Regions from separate parts of the Danio rerio genome. Here region 2 is linked to region 1. Evidence: chromatin contacts called from public Hi-C data. All regions are on one chromosome and are shown on one strand. The core of a region is the stretch at or near the end of the contact, and the rest is flanking DNA. Distances in the headings are between cores, read along the strand shown. Region 1 overlaps efnb3b (ephrin-B3b). Region 2 overlaps efnb3b (ephrin-B3b).

Region 1 (7,457 bases), core at 1,910-4,409:
CCCCATTTCTCTCTCTCTCCCTCTCTGTTTCTTTCCTATCTGGAGAAAAGCTTTAACGCATATGTCTGTTTAAAAAAAAAAAAAATGTTATAGCTCAGAGCGCTGGATCAAGTCCAACTTCAGGGGTTAAATTTCCTAGGAGGCCGGACTCCCTCTCCTTCCCTCAGTAGCGAATCACTCGCTTTTCTGGAGTCTCTCCCTTTAGAACAAAAGAGGTCTCCACTGAAAGACCTCAGAAACACTCACACAAACATCTTAACACATATACTGCTGCATAAACACTCAATCATTTGCCAAAAATTATGCCTCGCTCGATGAACCCTCCCGTTCTCCATTCCCCTCATTCTTTCACTCTCTCTTTCCATTAGTTTTGCTGTCTCTTAATCCATTCGCTCTCTCATGTTACACATTTGGCTCTCAGTTTGTGTGTGTGTGTGCTGGGTTTAAATAGTTGCTGGTGTTTCTTCACTTCATTGCTTGTCTTTTCAAAGTGGGTGGTTTGACGGGTTTGTGCCAGTCCGAACACCTCAAACACTCGCTCGCACAACATGTATGCTTTACTATTGATTTTTATAGGCACAAGTCCAGACCAGAAAGTTTTACATCCTATGATCTTTGTGTGTTTTTCCTTTCTGTGATAAATATTTTTGTTGAATGGGTTGAATTTGATTGTTTTCTGTTAGTCGGTTAACTCCGCGGTGATCTTGGATGTCATTCACATGTTGTTATATTAAGATTTCATAATGCTTAACCTTTAACCTTTCACTTGTTCAAAACCCATTTGAGTTTATTCTATTCATCTTAATAGAAGATATTTTGAAGAATGCTGGTTGCTGGCATCCATTGACTTCCATACTACAAAACAATTACTATGAAATTCAGTGGCTGCATTCTTCAAAATATCTTCTGTTCTGTTTAACGAAAGAAAGAAACTCATAAGATCACAGAGTATCCGCGGGGTCTTAAAAAGTCTCAATTTTAGGCTTTAAAAAGTCCTAAATGGACTGAAACATTGTGTTGTAGGTCTTAAATCATTTTACACGGGTCTTAATTTTCGTATGTTCATGTAAAGCTATACCCAATCTGGCCAACACCCATCCAATCACTATCAATCTGAAAAAAGCTTATTTATTAACTCTTATTTATTAAGTCTATGTTTCTATTTATAAACATTATTTAACTGTATCTTCCTTACAACTATATTTACTGTTTTAACTAGGCCATTAGAAAAAAATACTTAGCATTTAGCCATGTGTTGGTCTGACATTTCATTCATAATGGTCTTAAAAAGGTCTTTAAAAGTCTTAAATCTGACTTAATGAAACTTGTAGAAACCCTGAATCAGGAGGATTCAGGATTCAGAAACAGGTCTGTAGATAGGGGGAGTTCGGGTGGTTCGAAAGACCTACCCGCCACTGACAAAAGTGCAGAATTTGGCTCCTTTACAAGCTCATTTGTCCCATTTTTGACAGTATGCCACCAAATTGTGAAAATAACCGATAGAAGAAGGCTGTAAGACTGATTACATTTTTAATTATTCAAATGGACAAATTCTTACTGAGGAAATGAGCTGTCCAGTTTGTTATTTGCCTGTAGGCTATAGTTTTTAATTTAAGTTTAACCGATTCCTATATTTTCTTAATTGATGGATGATGATAAATTTGTATTTTAAATCATGCATATTTTCATATTTTTTTGTTCAAAATTTAAAATGTAAAATTCTAAGCTCATTACATTATTTATAAAACTGTAATGAATTTAAATGGACATTTGTAAATAAAGACTTTACTAAAATAAGCTGTGTTTCAATTCAGAGGCTGCATCCTCCGAAGGATGCATACTTCAAAGATGATTCCTTCGAAGTCCAAACAAGTCAAACGAGCCATATTGAAATGAGATGATCAACAGAAGTCGGATCTCGTCACTTAGCTACCATAACAGCAGGTGTTAATTAGCAGTGATAAAATTTAAGTGATTTTAAAACTTATTTTATTTTATGTACACAAACTCTATAAAATCACTTTTTAAGACATGTCATACTCTTTTTGAAATAAACCTAATTCATACATGTAATCCAGAGTTTTCTTTTAAAAAAAATTGTCCTGCCGTCATTAACGCGCAATAAATCTTGGGATGTTCGAGGCTGCAAATTATCCACTGGTTGTGTCCTTCATTACCGGGGAAACAAAGGATGCATTTTGAGGCTGCGTTTGAATTTTTTAAAAATGAGACAGCCTTCACCGCACCACAATGGCGCAGCACCCTTTGATTGCATCCTTCGGAGGATGCAGCCTCTGAAATGAGACTCAACTTAAGTATGGTAAGCACTTTGACAAAAATGTAGGGAATAATTTTGTTGCATCAAAAAAAGTGGTTATGATCACTATCCGACAAGCTAATCCAGTAAAAAGTTGTGCTTCAAATGTCACTAAAATGCTGTAACTCAAAATTTAATCAAAAATAAGGTGAATGACTGCAAAAAGATCCACTTTTTGAGAAAAAAGAACTAACCCTTTCAATAGGCTGGCTACAGACCTGTGATAAGGCAACTTTCATTTCTGGGTAAACTATTCTTTACTTAAAATTTCACTTTTTAGTCAGTTTAAATTCTGTACATAAACTATTTTTATTTTATGTTATTTATCTATTGGTTAAAAAAAAATTGAAAGATTCAATTATTGAAACTCTCTATTTGAAAACTGTTGTTTTGTTTTGTTACCTTTTGAGGTTTCTCGTTATATCTTAACACATTGTGTCTGAACCTCCCTTACCTGACATATAAAGCTGGTGTTTTGTTTTGAGATTTTCCTCTACAACTCCTCAGGTTGTGCCTGGACTTCTGTTTTTTTTTTTTTTTTTGAGATTTTCCTCCAGAACCCTTTAGATTGTGTCTGGCCTCTGAGAAAGTATTGGAGTGAATTAGCGAATTTGTTAGCGACTGTGTGACTCATAGCGACTCTCAATGCCGTACAGCTGGACTACAAGAAAATCAATCCTCTTTTACCTTTCTTTTACCCCGTCCTTCTGCACTTTTCTTTCTTTCTCTTTCCTCTGCCTCTTTCACTGTTGAGTTTCTCTGTGGCTCTCGGTTGGAGTCCAGCTGTAGTTTAACTCTGGAGCCACGGGAGGGAGAACAGATGGAGAGGTTTTCTTCTGTCCGACATCCTAAAGAAAGGGGGGTTAAAAATGCCAGGCAGAAGGGTTGGTGGGGGTTTGTGGAGCGGCGGAAACAAAGACTCCTCAAGCTTTTTATTGCACTGAAGTGATGGAGTGGTGTGTGTTTGTGGGTGGTTGTGTATATAGGGTTACTGTAAGTGTTTAGGTTCTATCTAGTGAATATTAAATTGGAAGTAAGATGTATGAAGATCATTTTAGCCAGGTTCATATTAGGTGTGAGGTTATGACAAAAGAAATTTATAAAATGAGTTAGGTTTAGTTTTATTTTATCCAAGTGTTTTTTTGCCATCATCAATAAATATTATTGACCTAAACAGCTGATTTATTCCATACCTGCCAACATTCGAATCCTAAAATCCAGGAGATTTTCTCAGGGAGTGAAGAGCTGGGGGGAAAGGTGAGGTGTGCACGAACTAAAAGGCAGGGAGCTGGTATGGGGATGGCTGTGAGTTGGGTTTGGTGCGCATGGGGACAGTCCCGTACTGTATCCGGGAGATAGAACAGTACGGGAGATGGGCGGAAGATGGGTCTGAAATACGGGAGACTCCCGGGAAAAACGATTTGGGCCAGCAAGTCGCTGTTTTAATGAATGTTTCATTGAATTTGTCATTCAAGCGATTCTTTCAAAACAGCTGATTCATCCATGATTAGGGGGCAGCAAGTCGCTGCTTTAATTAATGTTTCATTGAATTTGTCATTCAAGTGATTCCTTCAGAACAGCTGATTCATCCACTATTGGGGCCAGCAAGTCACTGTTTATTGAATGAGTCATTAAATTTGTCATTTTAGCGATTTACTTCTAAACACCTGATTCATCCACGATTAGGGGACAGCAAATCGCTGTTTTATTGAATCATTCATTGAATTTGTCATTCAAGTGATTCCTTCATAACTGTGGATTAATATACCATTAGAGGGCAGCAAGTCGCTGTTTTAATGAATGATTCATTGAATTTGTCAGTCAAGTGATTCATTCAAAACAGCTGATTCATCCACAATTATTGTGCAGCAAGTTCCTATTTTAATAAATGATTAATTGAATTTGTATTCAAGCCATTCATTCAAAACAACCAATTAATCCACCATAAGTGAACAGCAAGTCCTTGTTTTAGTAAATGATTCATTGAACTTGTCGTTAAAGTAATTCTTTCAAAAGAGTCGATTCATCCACCAGTTTCAAATTCCAGTTTAAATAAATGATTCATTGAATTTGTCATTCAAAGGCTTCCTTCAAAACAGCTGATTCATCCACTATTAGGGAGGAGCAAGTCACTGTTTTAATCACTTTGTAATTTAAGCGATCCATTCAAGAGAGCTGATTCATATTGAAACAAACCAAAATGATGTCTTGTTGTACAGAATAAATAAAACATTTGCATTAAGCACACACTGACATTTGGAAAACTTTATTCTTGCTTGATTGATATAATCATACTAATCAAATCATAGCTCATGTATTGTTTGTTTTCATAACTTGCCATTCTAAGGCTTCATCGAATAGTGAATGTTTTTGACAAACGAGTGACAAAGTCAATAATTTCAGCTGACAGATTCTTAAAACAACCAATAAGAATTTATCATAGACAATATAAACTATGCACCCCTTCATATGTGCTTTCAGCATACTTAAATTCATGAATTTTGACTGTTGTTGAGGTTGTTTGGTATATTCATCTCCTTTAAAACAGAAGACATGCTGTTTGCTGCTGTCTTATATTCACAAGTTTCTACATGCGAGTACAAGGAAGTTATATCAATTTAATAATTATGAAAGCCAAAGATTTGCATTTTAAAAGATGTTGTTGTTTTTTTAAATGAAGCTGCGGTTAGGTGTTCAGAGGAATCATGTCTGATTGGTTCGTCGGGAAACCAACTGTTCAGACTATAAACAGATATTGTGATTTAATGCCTTTAAACACGCAATCAGTGACTTTGTTTTGCGTTCTCTGAAAATGTAAGCACATGTGGCCCCATCATATGTGACGCCACGCACACACACACACACACTTGCAGACACACTCAGGGCTGGATGTTTAGAACGAGTGGGACAGTGTGTCTTGTTTAATATAGTGCAACACACACACTATCAATTACTTTTTAGCTTGGCATTCCAGAGTTTTGGTTTGTGCATGTATTTCTACCCACCTGGTTCATGTTAGTCTCTCTCTCTCCCTGCCTCGCTCTCTCTCTCTTTCCATGAATAAGTGGCCAGATCTGGGCTGAATGGGGTTTGATAGGCATCGTCAGGCAGCAGCGCTCCCTGTATCTGTCTCTCGCACTCAGTAGGAGTCGGGATATTGAGTTTCGCTTGGGTTCGGAAGTGAAATGGGGTGCAGATGAAACTGGTCTGTCCTCGCCCCGCGCTCTCCCTCCCCCTGGCTCACATCTCGGGCCGCAGGCTGCTGCCGTCTCTCTTCTGAGGGAAATATCACATCATGAAGGAAAACATAGCTGCTCTCTCCCCCAGTCCCTGCAGTGCAGATCATTTATTTATTCTTCACATCGGAATTGGAGCGCAGACAGGAACAGACAAGATCAAATTTATAAAGTCCTCCTGTAAGATCTTGAAATGCGATAGTTTGGGGTGTAACTGTTTTTTATTTCAAGCGTTGATGAGATTTTTTGGGGAGGGCATTTTGGCTTCTTGCATTTTTTAAACCAAATCCACAACATTTTGTGTCAGTGTAGGAAGATGGAATATATATTTGATGCAAATCAAATGAGTTTTTGAGCAGTTCACCCACAAATTGCTCTTTTTTTTCATTGAATATAAATGAAAAGTTAGCAACAAAGTGCTGGAAAAGAGAAAACCATGAAATTTATGCTCTATATTTCAAGTCTTCCCAAAGCCACACAATAGTTCTGTTTACAACTTTAATTGTTCAAATATAATTAAAATCATCGGGTTAAATGATTCTTTAAGATCCCGTTTTACATGTGATTTTCACAACTCACTGTTTTAGATTTTCTGTTTTGGGAAAAAAAATCTTCTCTCCGTTAAACAGAAATTGGGGGAAAAATAAACAGGGGTACCAATAATTTAGGGGGGTTAATAATTCTGACTTCAACTGTCAACTTAAGTATACACATATTAGTTACATTATATATTAGTAGCATAACACACAAAAATAAGTATAAAGTAAACTTTGGTAGTTGGTAGTATGTGTATATAGTCTTTACATACTATTTTATATTTTCTTAAAGGGAACCTATGATGAAAATCATCTTTTGGAAACTGTTTGGACAGAACTGTGTGTAGGTTTAGTGTGTCCATTGTCATTTTGGAGGGATCTAAAGACATTGATTCTTTTTTAAAATTTCCTGTTGGTAAAATAAGATCCCTCCCATTTTGAGTACCATTAACTGTAGTCTCTGTAGTAACGCTTAAAATCATATTAACAAGACAGGATGTGCGCAAAGCAACTGGGAATAAAAGATCTGTGCAGCTCTCTGCGATCATCAATCATCTTCAAATGTGATCAAGAATGAGTTTTACAAGTTGAAAACGTTTTTAAAACATTGCATGTTTCTAATGAATTACAGGGAGTTTACCTTTTTTACTTTATCACCACGCTACACGTCAGTACAATTATAGAAGAAGACGCATCAATCCTGGTTTGTGGATGCTAAATCAGGTTTATTTTGTACATTAACATTACGAATGTCCATACAGAAGTGGATATTAACATGTATCCTGTCACATTTGCTGTGCAAAAGCGCGCTGTATGTGTCCGCTGTGTGTGTGCGTGAACTTTGTAACGACATTGTGTGTGACTCATCATTGCAGAAAGGCTTGAATTAACTCCACAACAAACACATCAAATAATCATTGTTAAAGTTCTTATTGTAGTATTTCTCACAAACGTTACGCTGGATCATGTTTGTCACTGTGCTGTTTATCTGATGCAGCCAAGGCCGACATTGAGGCACACTCTGCAGACACATGGGAACGATGGGCGGTGAGAACTAGCATTAAAGGCACAGGCAACAAAACGAGCTATGATATGTTAAGAGCAGAAAATTCGAATGTTCTGAAAATTATAACAAACCTTCTGAGCTGAAACTTTACAGACACTTTCTGGAGACACAAAAGCCTTCATCATCTTAAATCTTGAAAAAGGGGTCAAATAGGTGCCCTTTAAAAGATATATCTTAAGTTATATGCGTGCCAAATACTCTTCAGTTTAACGTAAGACAGAAATATGACAAATAGAATATCAAATCTCAGTCATATAGTCAAAAATTAGTGCAATAAAATAGTTTGACACATGAAAACTGTA
Region 2 (7,457 bases), core at 2,744-5,243, 51 kb after region 1:
TTAAACATGAGCACACATTGCTTTGCATCTTATTAACACAACCAAGCCTTAAAAATAACATTCTGGACCACCCCTTTAAAATTTACTGAAAGTTAAATCTACTCATTTTAAAAGTTGCAATCGGTTTCTTCAAACGGTTTGAGTTATCTTAACTTTTGGGGTTTTACAGTGTATTAGAATTACAATATTTTTATCTATAACCCATAGAATATAATAATAATAGTTAATAGTTACTTAAAAACAACAACATGCAATTGAAAAGCCATCAGCCTCACAATTACATACAAAAATATATTTTTTACTTGTTCAAACTACTTAATTAAATTGAGCTGAAACAACACAATTCTTGATATTTCATTGGGACAACGATGTTCAATCCACATAAATTTGTTAAAAGTGTTAAATTGACTTAATGGATTTGTGTTGGGACAACATGAGTTAATTGTGTGGAAACCTGTTCTGTTTACAGTGTATTTTTTTCATAGGAGTGGTGTTTACGATTGATTTTATAGCACCAAGTTAAACTTTCTGACACCTATACAGCAATCAAATACGTAAAACATTAATACAGGCCGCAACTGAACATTGAAAATAATCTCTGATTGGCAGCCTCCAAAATTAAACCCAGAATAGACTTGTGCTGAAAACATTGTATCCACCAGTCTCTTTTGCCGAGGTTAATATTATATTATTATTAATATAATATTAATAATAATATAATAATTAATAAATTACTAAAAAAATTATATGATTATTAGACTGTTTTTGTGTTGTCAATATGCTCATGTTTATGTAGACGTTTTGTTGTGTGCGCAATGTATTTATATTTATAACTTCCTCTGAGGAATTTGCAGGTTGCGATTTACTGGAATTGTTATTTTAGCGGCTGCAAGCTGAAAAGTTTGGGAACTCCTGACGTATAGTACATTATCTGGGACACAACTTATATTAATAGGCCTAGTTGTTGTGTTGCCTGGCAACTTTAAAGACAATTACAGTAACGAACAAAATGACTTGTTCTTCTAATTGTTAGCATTACTAATAAAAAACAAATAATTTACCACACTTTGCTGGAGAATTAGGGATGTTTTAGGCAATTTGTGTTGCATTGTCTCTAATAACACCCTTAAAAATGCTAACACGTATCCTCTAATGGCTTATTGTTTAATATCCCGCTAGTAATGTGTGATGTAGTGAACTTGCAGTGAGTTCGGCTAAATGCTGTTCTGTCACGCTGACACGGAGGGCGTGAGAGGGAGGGAAGAAGAGAGAAGGTGTGAATGTGGTGATAAAGGCCAGGATTCTTCTACTGGGTCTCAGCTGAGAGTTCAGTGGGTTAGAGCAGACCAGCGTGACCATGTCAACAACTGAGTGAGCGCCTCTCTTATCTCCGGCATCCTCTGCCCGCTCGCTTTCTTCTCGCTCTGTGTCCACCTGTTTTTTTCCCCTCCTTCATTGTTCGTCTCTGTTTACTCTTTTCCTTTAGGTTTCGTAAGCTATTTTATCTCTCATTCACCCCTTTCATTTGCTCCTCTGATCCGCAACACCTCTCTCTCTCTCTCTCTCTCTCTCTCTCTTTCTGTGTGTTCTTTCTATTCTCCAAATCAAGTCTACTGTGACGGTGTCTGCGATGAACCAGATAAAAATCTACCTAACAGAATGCGTATGCAAAAAAATGTCTTTTGCATCTGCAGGATGTTTTGGTACTTTTGTTTGTCTGTTTTCCGGTGTGTGTGTCTATATTGTCTACCTGAGGAGGAAAAAAAAAACTCTCTTAGCAACGGCTTGTGCCTGTGTTTTGTTTTGGCTGAAGGACATGTTAAAGGAAAGCTGTTAAATGAAGCTCATTCAGCAGTGTCGGCCTCCTAATGTGGACTTGTCCATTAGTTGTTTTTTCCAGAATCGCCATTGCAGGAACAAAACAAACGTTTTATACATGTTGGCATGCTGTGGTAAAGTAAAAGACGTGATGTAATGCTGAGTTCTGGTTTTGCTGGGAAGTTATGAGTTTGGAGATTGTAATTGCTGTATCACATGATGTAAGTTTGAGTGATTTCAGACAGAAAAGAATGGACTGACAGGACAGTCATCATATATATTCATCTCTATATGACCTTTTTGACAAAACCACAATGTTTTTATGTGCTAATGGAACAATGTAGAGCAAAGGATGCTTATTATATGTATCATTAAGGCTTGGTCTGAATTTGAACTGTAGTTTGGCAGGAGAGAATGATTAGTATGCAAGTTTAGCATATTACAGTCATTTCTGAAGGATCTTTATTGATGCTAAAAATTTAGCTTGGACATCAAAGGAAAAAATGACATTTTAAGATATATTCACTTGGAATATAGTTATAACAAATTGTGATTCTCCTTTTGGTGTACATGTACTGGCAATGTGTGAAATCCGGCGTGCCTGGGAAACAAATCGATTACCTAAAACCGAATGTCAAAGGATGGAATAATTGCTACTTTATACATTGCCTAGGCATTCTATTGAATGCAGTATGTAACTGGCCTACCCCCGCCATTTTTCCCGCCACTGATGTTGGAGGGGGCACTTGGGTCATTGTTTGATGTTGCCGATCGAAGCATGTGAGTGTTGAACGTTATTGTAAGACAGCGTATTGCTAACGAGGTTACGAGGTTCCACTACACCACATCACAGATAATATTGTAACAGATAATTCAATCTCAATTCTGCTGTCATTGTTTTTTTCGTAAGAACATCATACAGAAATGCTTTATTTCGTATTCCTTCCACTTTAAAATACGTAATGTCAATAAAGGCTTTTGTTGTGCTCTTCTGACAGTTTGCCTAAATGATATTTGTCATTCTATATAATGCATTGGAATTGAATGCCTAGGAAAAGTATAAAAAATCTTTACAAAAAACTTATATTTCATATTTTGCCTAAAAACATTAGCCATTCTATACATTTCCTAGGTGTTCTATACAATTCCGAGATTTCACACATTGCCCGTAGCATACATAAATACACTACCTGACAAAAGTCTTGTTGTCGATTCCAGTTGTAAGAGCAACAAATAATAACTTGACTTCTAGTTGATCATTCAAAAAAGTGGCAGAAGGTAGATTTTTCCTATGAATTATCTATTAAACTGCATCTCACACATCACATCACATCACATCTCACATCATCACATATACTGCAGAAGACCTAGTGGAACCCGCATGGACCCAAGATTCTCACAGAAATCAGTCAAGTTTGTTGATAGAAAAATCATGGTTTGGGTTTACATTTAGTATGGGGGCATGCAATAGATTTGCTGGGTGGATCATCAACAGCCTGAGGTATCAAGACATCTGTGCTGCCATTACATTACAAACCAGGAGAGAGGGCAAATTCTCCAGCAGGATAGCGCTCCTTCTCATACTTCAAATCAAAGTTCCTGAATGCAAAGAAGGTCAAGGTGCTCCAAGATTGGCAAGCCCGGTCACCGGATATGAATACTATTGAGCATGCCTGGGGTAAGATGAAGGAGGATAATCCAAAGAATCTTGATGAATTCTAGAAGTCCTGCAAGAACAGTTTTGGTAAAATAAGTATAATTTAAAGGCCTTTACCTTTCATATAAGCCACTTTTGATACCAAATGGTTAACTAGATATCAAGTTATACTTTTGATTAAAGCAGCATTTTTAAAAGAGACCTCTTTCACAAACAAATAAAATTCCTTTACTGACCTTAATTAATTTATTTTTTTTACCAGCATTCCACTTACTATTCACTATACTTTAAAACTAAAAACTCCAAAAAGCCAACAACTCTCAACCGCTAATACTTAAGCTGTGTTGAACCCAAAAAATTCCTTTTAAGTTGTGTGTGTGTGTGTGTGCATGGGTGGGTGGGTATCGGTCAGTCTAATTGTGGTACGTGAAGTGAGTGTTGAGTGTGTGTCGAGTGTCTGTTCTCTCCACTGTAAGAGCTGCTGATAACCTTTCTAACCTGTGTGAGAAGGACAGGAAACTCTTCACCCAATGGAATGCCACACACACACACGCACAAGCCTTTTTTCCCTCCTCACACACTCTGCTTTTGTGTCTTAAGAACAGAAGCAACTAGCTTTAATAAACATGCCCCAGATTTCCATTCTATGGTAATGTATAATGGATCCTCCCGTCATTACGTGAAAGTATTTCCTTATTTCTTTTCAGATGTAAACATGCGGCCCGACTGCCTTAATTTGTTTTCATGTAAATAGCCGTTGGTGTGGCTGGCTGTTTAGAGATGATGATAAAATGGTAATTAGCGTCTGCGAGTCGTTTAGTCATTTGTTTACATAGAAAGAATTCAAAGGAAACTCCCTGAGATTCGGCAACAGCCAAGTTCTCCTGGAAATTGGAAGCTTTTATGCGGGTCCTCGGCTGTGCTTTGATCTGACATGGTTTCCTTTGGAAACAAGCATCTCGGGGTGGGATTTGGATCCGGACTTGCCTATTCATTCTCATTAGAGTCACTTGTTGAAGATGCAAGAATGGAGCATCATATCGGTGCAAATGCAGTCGTCAAAAACCTTGAAGTCTCACCACCTTCGGATGATTTACACAGCGGAAAAGAGCACTTTCATTGGGGCTTTGAATAAACAGGAAGAGAGAGAGGCGAACAGGGTAGATGAATGAAGTGTAAACGAAGAGGATGGGTTTCTACTTGTAGGCAAGGTGATTTAGCGAATAAAGAAACCCAGGGAGAGTGTGGTTGAATCCACACCTGCTCCAGTAAATGCCAGCCGGTTCCCGAGGCTGCCAGCGAACCCACAGACATTTTCAGGAGAAGTGTATGCTTCTGTCAGCAAATGTCCTGAAGCGAGAGGTTATAGCGGCGCATTAAGCCAGTCATTCGCATCTTATGATGCATCCATGGCCTCTTTTCTGAACCATATAATTGACAGGTTTTTGCAGGTCTGCCCTGCCACAAACAAACACCAGCCTAAAAATATGAACACTTATTGTGTATGGTGCTCAGTATTTATAACGTTTTAAAATTTCGCTGATTCATCGAAAATAAAGTTAGCGCATAGGTTATTTTAAGAACATTTTATTGCTTTATAGTAATGTGTTTTGAAATAAATCTGGATGTTTGGTGATCAAAATAAAAAAAATACTTATAAAAAAAAAAAAAGACAGTAGTTTACATACCAAAATAAAGCTTGCGTTAAAATAAAAGGAAAAAAAAAAGATTGATTCAATTTTTAATTAAGCACCATTCAACACTATAAACCGCAGTTGGTTCGCTTACTTTAAAAAGTGAGCAAATACGTTGCCTTAAAAGTGTCAGGTTTACTTTTAAAAGCTAGTAAACCTGTTGTAACATGCAACTGTTATGTTGATAAAACGTCATTTTTATTGATATCAACGTCCCAATTCGCATTGCTTGTACTACGCCCCAAAAGTATGCACTTTTTTGTGAAGGAAAAGTATAAACTTTTGAGTGTGTGACAGAAGAGTATGCAAGCTTTAGGACATACTACTTCCTCATTAACATCATTATGTACTTAGCCCTGTCAATCATCCACACATCATCCATACTTCTTTCATATTTCATTTATTACCTTATTGGAGAAGCAACAGCAGCAGGATAATCTGCCATTCACAAGTCTTTCATGCAGAGAAATCCCCTCAGGTCTTTGGATAATCATGCGTTCAGACGTTAATATTCCAACACATCTTAATATAAGTTTACATTGTTGTTGCAGAAGAAATGTAACACGGGAACCATTATTTAAACGTCTTCCAGTGTGCTAGATTAACAATCATTCAAATATCTTTACTGAAGCGGTTGGTCTCGCCCGTCTGCCATGTTTGTAGTTTGTTTACACTTTTTACCCGAATTTGTAGCTCTAATCAAATTCATGTCCAATGCGCAATGTACTATGGGAAATATCAACGGTAGAGTATGGACACTTTCCCAGAGATGGGTGTGGCTGGAAGGGCATGCGCTGCGTAAAAACTTGCTGGATAAGTTGGCGGTTCATTCCGCTGTGGCGACCCCGGATAAATGAAGGGACTAAGCCAACAAGAAAATGAATGAATGAGTATGGACACTTACAGTATATACTTTTAAAATAGTAAACCATCTGGGAATTTTTGGCATGCTCTTTTAAACATACTACAATTTGGGACATACTATTTCTATTTTCGAATACTATTTCAGACTGATAGTATGCAAATTGGGAAGCAGCGAATATCTGGACATTTATTAATACTTATTCATAATTAAAATTCAATTTGAGGAATTCATTTATTTGCCAGTGAATGTATGTTTTTTACCGTAATGCCATTACATTCTCTCTCGTTTCCTCTTTCTACAGGTTTAGTGACGATAAGGGTTATGTCCTGTACCCTCAAATTGGTGATCGTCTGGATCTCATTTGCCCGTCTTCAGATCCGCCTGGCCCTCGTGCCCCTGCTGATTATGAGTACTATAAACTGTACCTGGTTTCGTCTCGGGAGCAGGCAGACAGGTGTGAAGTGACCGGAGCCCCGAACCTGCTTCTCACCTGCGATAAACCCAACAGCGACATGCGCTTCACCATCAAGTTTCAGGAGTACTCGCCAAACCTGTGGGGCCACGAGTTTAAGACCAACCACGACTACTTCATCATCGGTGAGTCCGTGCAAATGTGTGATGTGAATCAAAATGTTTAGATTATTCAAGCCTAGAGTTGATTTAGCTAACGCCCTTGTTTATTGTTTTAATCCATGTTAGAAGAGATGGAATGATTTCATTATCACGGTTTGGTTTGTTTAGCTTCAGACTACTCAGTGAAGTCACGATGGGATTTGGCTGATTGTGACTTTATCAAATGGAACAATCTCGCTCTGGGTCGAGTTACTAAGGGTTGTTTTTAAAACAGTGCACAGTAGCTTGATGGAAATGAGGGCAACAGAAGCCTGTCAACATCAACATTTCAGAAAGTGGATTTGACGCTGGGGAAGTCCTGACACCCTTAGGCCCAAACATGTAATGGCCATGTTTTTAGTGCCAATTGCTAGTATTTATACAGTGATGGAAAACCTGGAATTTTAATTGATTTTCCAATCTGGCCAAGTCATTGGAAGTGTGATTAAAATCTTAAAAGTTATGGAAAAGCCCTATAACATTTAAGCGATTATATGCCTGACTCCCCCATCAAAGCACTCTCAAATCTCAGGACTTTTTTTCTGACACATTTGTACCATAAAAGTGTAGTTCTAGAAACTTGAAGCCGTCATCTTACTTTCATAGTCTGGTATTGTTCCAAGATGCATATTCAGCTGGAAAAAATGTAGGACTGGACTCAATTTTATCCACCAGGAATTAATTGGATCACGAATTTGGACACAAGTGCAACTCTGGTGCTAGAGTGCACCAATGAATCATTCAGAATATAACCATGTGTCGTAGGAAAGAAAACCCAGTTACATTTTTTGAATATACACTACCTTTCCAA

The links. A called contact is a pair of places that touch in the nucleus more often than the background predicts.
Region 2: a contact with region 1 is called in a Hi-C map of embryo, with 3 times the contacts expected there. The contact joins two enhancer-like sites. A contact is called at or near these places in 2 of 18 Hi-C or Micro-C datasets (both in embryo).

What each region holds. Positions count from the first base shown.
Region 1 is chr7:20,957,617-20,965,073 of GRCz12tu, forward strand. All of the region lies in intron 1 of efnb3b (ephrin-B3b), which reads left to right. Among named protein-coding and RNA genes, the nearest start is that of efnb3b, 21 kb to the left of the region's middle. Within about 2 kb of position 3,160, at least 11 of the 62 cell types and tissues checked have an H3K27ac peak or open chromatin away from gene starts, as enhancers often do.
Region 2 is chr7:21,007,993-21,015,449 of GRCz12tu, forward strand. efnb3b (ephrin-B3b) reads left to right here. Exons shown (of 5, transcript NM_131806.1): 2 at 6,336-6,631. Among named protein-coding and RNA genes, the nearest start is that of efnb3b, 72 kb to the left of the region's middle. Within about 2 kb of position 3,994, at least 6 of the 62 cell types and tissues checked have an H3K27ac peak or open chromatin away from gene starts, as enhancers often do.